2 separate regions of the Danio rerio genome follow, and region 1 is linked to region 2. The links are chromatin contacts, called in public Hi-C maps. All regions are on one chromosome and are shown on one strand. Each heading gives the region's core, a stretch centred on a gene start, on an enhancer-like site or on the middle of the called end of the contact. The rest is flanking DNA. Distances are from core to core; before and after follow the strand shown.

Evidence for each region. Hi-C and Micro-C count contacts between places; a contact is called where the count stands out from the background.
Region 1: a Hi-C map of an unstated tissue shows a contact between it and region 2, with 3 times the contacts expected there. The contact joins the enhancer-like site here to the promoter of ttbk2a in region 2. A contact is called at or near these places in 2 of 18 Hi-C or Micro-C datasets (caudal fin and an unstated tissue).

What each region holds. Positions count from the first base shown.
Region 1 is chr17:50,431,369-50,434,621 of GRCz12tu, forward strand. It overlaps ezra (ezrin a), which reads left to right. Exons shown (of 13, transcript NM_001020490.1): 8 at 133-296; 9 at 1,185-1,315; 10 at 2,009-2,169. Among named protein-coding and RNA genes, the nearest start is that of kcnk3b, 13 kb to the right of the region's middle. Within about 2 kb of position 1,998, at least 18 of the 62 cell types and tissues checked have an H3K27ac peak or open chromatin away from gene starts, as enhancers often do.
Region 2 is chr17:50,243,715-50,246,945 of GRCz12tu, forward strand. It overlaps ttbk2a (tau tubulin kinase 2a), which reads right to left and starts at 1,493. Exons shown (of 15, transcript XM_009293263.5): 1 at 1,266-1,493.

The sequences.
Region 1 (3,253 bases), core at 748-3,247, 190 kb after region 2:
GTCTTTGACCCACATGCAGAATTGTATTTTTAGTTTTAGTAAAGAAAGCTGTTTAAAATATATATAGCTCATTATTTATGCAAACAGCATTACGAGATGCATCACGTTCTGTTCTCTGTCTGTTTCCTACAGGACTTTGTGTTCTACGCCTCTCGCCTGCGCATTAACAAGCGTATCCTGCAGCTGTGCATGGGAAACCATGAACTTTACATGAAGCGCAGGAAACCTGACACTATTGAAGTGCAGCAGATGAAGGCCCAGGCCAGAGAGGAGAAACACCAAAGGCAGATGGAGAGGTGAGGACACACTGTTCAGCGTTATAGAGCCGTGGTCAGATAGAATTCTCACGGTAGAACTTGATTGGCCACAAAATTAAAGTTTAACATAAAATATAAGCAACACAGGCTCATTCTGAAAACGTAGCTCTATATACATTTCTGGAGATCGCCAATTATGTAGCCAGAAGTACTTATGGCTGCATTTCGTCTTTAACACGAACGCTACGGGGTGGTATGCCGTTCCTTTTCGTGCTTGCCAGCTGACCGCTTACCTCCGTATGGACGGCTTTACTGCTGTTACAAGTTCGTCCAGTGGCTCTCAATGTAAGTTGGCAGACTTAAGGTGCAGAGAGGAGTTCACCACGACAGCAGGGTTGAAGTCTAGTGAAGAATGGTTCCAGAAAGCAGATAAAACAATAACAGAAGCCAAAAAAATAAACAAACAAGTAAAAAATATGGTAAAAAATATGGTAAAATCAGAAAGCATGGTAAAAATCAGGTGAAGACTTTTATTTTTCTGGATTGCTTTTCAAAACACTGTCGGTTGAGGGGAGTTGGTGGGCGCTGGTCAATCTGTGCTTTTTAAAGCACTACTGGTTGGGATTAGGGAAGGAGGAAGGTGGGTCAGTCGATCAGTCAGTCAGTCAGTCAGTCAGTCGACAGTAGCCTCTGGTGGATTCATGTGAGAAGAGCAGGCACAAAAGGCACTCGTGAGAGAAATTTGAAATTTCAAAAAGTGCACACGGAGGCCTCTGGTGGATTTGTGAAAACAAAACTGCAAAAAAATATACCTGCTGGGATGTATTTGGCTCTCTCCAGAAATGTTTATTGCGGTACACTTAATCCTCTTACAAAAAACCCAACAGCATTTATTGGACAATTTTGTTCTGACTGTTTTCTTTCTAGAGCCCAATTAGAGAATGAGAAGAAGAAAAGGGAGGCAATAGAGAAAGAAAAGGAGATGGTGGAGAAAGAGAAGCAGGAGATGATGATGAAGCTTTACCAGTTTGAAGAGCAGACCAAAAAGGTTGAGAGAGGTATGAAAATGTGGAGAATCTGTTTTTATATAGCATATGTAAGAATAAAAGTCACAGATATACAGTTAAAAAGCAACTGTTAAATGAAATATAATGTATTTTTTATATTGTTATTATTATAAAACATACATATACACATACAGCTATGGTCAAATTTAGATGAAATGCTTTTACAATATGTATTGTATTCAAGTAACTTAAGTATTTTTTTTTATTCTTCTCATTATTGTTGACTACATTTCCACCAGATTTTCAAAAAGTGTTCACAATTTCACATTTTTAAACAATGCAATACAAATGTTTTAAATTCAAAACATATAAGAAAGCAATATTGGAAAAACAGGAACAGGGTTTGATATCTGTTATTTTTATACAAGTGTCATCTTCAGAAAAAAAACCTTAAATGACAATAGTTTTATTTTAAACTTAGAAGACATGTAATGATAACTTTACAGAATAAAGCAATACTTTACTTAAATCCATTTCTAAAAAAATATATATATATTTTAGGCATATTCTTTTTATATATATATATATATATGTGTGTGTGTATGTGTATATATGGGTATATATATTTAAATTATCATGCAGAATTTTGACAAATGTTTGACCCTGACTGTACAGATACCTGCTTGAATGTTGTATAACTGAGCGTCTGCTGCCCTCTAAAGGTTGATTGTGTGTATTGTTCAGACCTGCGAGAGCAGTTTGAGAGGGCGCGGGTCTTGGAGGAGGAGAGGAGGAAGGTGGAGGAGGAAGCGGCCCGTCTGGAGGCTGAGAGACAGGCAGCTCTGATGGCTAAAGAGGAGCTTGCCAGGCAGGCTGAGGATCAGATGAAAACTCAGGAGCAGCTGGTTAGTGCACACACACACACACACACACACACGCACACACACACACACACACACACACACACACACACACACACACACACACACTTGTATATGTTTTTCTTCACAGGCATAATGTATTTTATACTGTTAAAAGCACATACTATATGGCCTTAACCTACCCATAGCCCTAAAATCAACCCTCAAAGGAATCCTGTGACTTATATTGACTGTCAAAACAGCCTGTTAAGTATGATTTTTTTTTGCCAAGTACAGATGTCATTGTTTATACAGAGATATTTGTTTTATAAACCCACTTCAACAAACCCTAAATACACTGCCCAATATAATGACGGTAATTATAATAAAATAGTGAAGACACAAGAATTTTTTTCAAATTAAGTATCATTTTTAAGCAGTTTTAATTTACAAGGACACAAGGCATGTCCTCGTAAACCCCCTTAAAAGAGTTACTTTACTTATTACACTAGGTCATGCCTATGTCAGGATACAATTTCATCTAACACCAATTTCAAAAAATACTATGAGAATACTTTGTGTATTTTAAAATGAGAAAAGTAGTTTATATGACTTTGAAAGAGCAAATTTTTTAAAGCAATACATTTGTCAAGGTTTCATGCACATATTGCAAAATCAGTCTATATGAATGCACAAGGTCTTGACAATCAAAACAAAAATGCTGCACTACAGTATTCTTTGTGCGGTAGCAATGTTTTTTTACACTAGTGAACAGGGATAATTTAGAATAATTTTTGTGAGTTTATGAAAGTTAAAAAAATCGGAAAAGAAACCTTTTTCATTTCGAGCATATTGTTGTCTGGTAAATGTAACTGTAATCGCTGCTTTCACCAAAATTAATGACAGAGTGCAGATATTGCCACTTACTGGAAAATCCCAAATCAGAACCTGTTCATTAATCAGATAAAACGTACTGTTGAAACACAGGTTTACAGAGATCGCCCCCTAGTAGAAAACAACCTAGTTTTAAAACAAGGTCACTAAAGCTAAACAAATTATTGGCAAAAGTTCATGAAGCAGTGTTTTACCCTTGTGTACTGTTCAAATTGACTATTAATTTAAAAAAAAA
Region 2 (3,231 bases), core at 243-2,742:
AAGGGAGTGGAAACCCCTCTGGTTTTGGTTTTGGCTAAACTATTGTTTATCCAAAAATGATACTCCTGTCAGATATTTGAAAGAATAAAAAGAAGATATTTGTCAAAATGTTGAAAAAAACGGAAACCATTGACTTCCACAGTATTTGTTTTTTCTACCATGGATGTCAATAGCTTCCGCTTTTCAAGATTTTCAAAATACCATCCTTTGTGTTCAATAGAAAACAAGAAACTCAAAGGTTTGGAATCACTTGAGGGTGAGAACATTGTGAGCATTGTGATTTTTGGATCAACTATTCCCTTAAGATTAAAGTAGCCTACATAAATCATTATTATTATTATTTTTACAACGAGAATAACGAATTACAACGATGCCAAAGCATCAAGTTTAGCATGTTACCGAATAATATTTAAAAATGTCTATAAAGTGGACGACAGAGATGTTCTATTACACACTGAATCATCAGTCACTCTGTTCCAGCTCCACTCCGGGTTTTCCACATCCGGTACGGAACTCAAGTTCCAGGGCGATAAGGGGGGAAAATCACAGTTACCTTCTGGAATATAGTAGGACTTGCTGTTCTAATTGCATTAGCTGAAAACGTCAGACAAATGTAAACGTACAAATGATGCTCAATGACATGATAACATCTCTAAGAAGTAGTGAGATAACGTTAACCCCTCCCTGCATTTAAAGGGCTTAGTGATTGACAGCTGTCATTTTAAGACGTTCACACGTCAACATACTCACGCCAAGGACTGATGTGTGAAACTAATGTACTAGAGGAGTGCAGACCTTTAACGATACAGAAAAATACCGTGCTTTTACCGTGCTTTTTACTCGAAGCGTATTGTATTTGAGCGTATTGTAGAAAAGCCTTTAATCAGATCCTGTTATCAGATCATTACTGAATTCGCTTCTGCCGACAGAGCTGCTTTCACTAAAATAGAATACTTTTATTTCTGTAGACGACTTTTACTTAATAAACTCTATTATCTCCCATATTTGATATTAATATTCGTCTGTTTTAAGGCAGCGGCCCGCTGCTGAAATGTGATCCGCACCACTCGATGTGTTGCGTTGCTATACAGTCAACACAGACAACACATCACATCCAACTACACACTTTACACACCGCATCATGTTCATTCCAATGGATTTGACCTTGAAAACAGTCATATAACCGCATTAGTGCGATCGCAGCTGTGACTGACGGCATGTCATGGAGCTGTGCGTGTGCGTGTGTCCGTATCCATGTTACTCACCTCAGTCCCGATCCTCACAGCGCCGGGTGTGGTTTAAAACCCTAACAAAATGCGATTTACAATCATGTCGAAGACCTTAAATGGTGTAAAAACACAGAACGTTCATCCATTTGTTTATCCTTTGCTCTGACACAAGCACAAACGGCGCCGTGTTTTGGTAAACGTCCGTTTTATGATCGCGGCTCCTTCAGCATCTCTGCAGATTCGTGACGTGGGTCTCTCCGCTGCATGCGCGCTCGTTCGCGACGCTATCGCCCTTCGCAACAGCAAGCGCGCGAACTAGCATTCCACTCTGCGCGGCCACGTAAATTCTCCGAGCGCGTTCTCGAGAGCTGCTTGGACCATAGACTGTGTTGGACTTGTGTGCTATGTGCCCTCTTCTGTTTGAAACCAGGACAGCAAGATTTTGTTTATCACTCAGTTTCTAAACTTCATTGGTCTCTTCTGTGATTCAGTTTCTCACACTTGTTATTAAATGATTTATGAAATTGTACAGATATGTGCAGTGTACACTGATAAAGCTATTCATATTTAGATACGTGCAATAATAGACCTATTAACCTAAAATATAATTGTTAACATTGTTAATTCATCTGCTATTGCACTTGATATTTGAAAAAATGTTTAAAAAATAAAACTGTTACCATTAACTTACATAGTTTTTTTTTTTTTTTTTGAACAACAGCAAAAAAAAAAAAAATCATGAAAGTCTGGAAACTTGTGTCCATTGACTAACATAGTATTTGTTATTTTCTACTATGTATGTCAACAATTACCAGTTTCTAACATACTTCAAAATATCTTTTTTTTTTTTTTTTGGTGAACAACAACAACAGCAAAAGAAAATCATAAAGGTTTAGAACCCCTTAAATATGAGTAAATAGTGAGTAAATTTTTACTTTTGAATAGACCCTTTAATCTTTTTCTTCCCCCAGATAAATGGTCCCTGTCGATGATAAAGTTTCAAAGTACTTTATTGAATATGTAACCATCAGCATCAATCAGCATAATCAGTATCAAGAACTCTTAATCTGTTTTGTAAATAGTAGGCCTATATTTATTGGAAAGTTTAAAATAAATATTATATAGAATATTCCACTTGCTCTAGTGATATTTACCTAAAAGTAAATACTCAGTCATCGTATACAGTGCATCCTGAAAGTATTCATAGCGCTTCAATTTTTCCAATTTTTTTTAATGTGACAGCCTTATTCCAAAATTGATTAAATTCATTTATTTCCTATATTCTACACCCAATACCCCATATAATGACAATGTGAAAAAATATTATTTGAAATTGTTGCAAATTGATTTAAAATAAAAAACCTGAAAAATCACATGTACATGAATATTTACAGCCTTTCTCGTGAAGCTCTAAATTGAGCTCAGGTACATTCTGTTTCCACTGATCAATCTTGAGATGTTTCAACAGCTTAACTGGAGTTCACCTGTGGTCAAATCAGTTGATTGGACATGATTCGAAAAGGTATACACCTGTCTATATAAGGTCCCAGGGTTGACAGTGCATGTCAAAGCACAAACCAAGCATGAAGTCAAAGGAATTGTCTGTGGACCTCTGAGACAGGATTGTCTCAAGGCACAAGGCTGGGCAAGGTTACAGAAACATTTCTGCTGCTCTGAAAGTTTCAATGAGCACTGTGACCTCCATCATCTGTAAATGGAAGATGTTTGGAACCACCAGGACTCTTCCTAGAGCTGGCCGGCCATCTAAGCTGAGTGATGGGGGGAGAAGGGCCTTAGTCAGGGAGGTGATCGATAACCCAGTGGTCACTCTGTCTGAGCTCCAGCGTTTTTCAGTGGAGAGAGTTTTTCAGTGGCCGGACGGAAAATAGTCCCAGCCTGGAATTTGCCAAAAGGCATCTAAAGGACTCTCAGACCATAAGAAACAAAATTCTCTGGTCTGATGAGACTAAATTTGAACTCTTTGGAGTGATTGCCAGGCGTA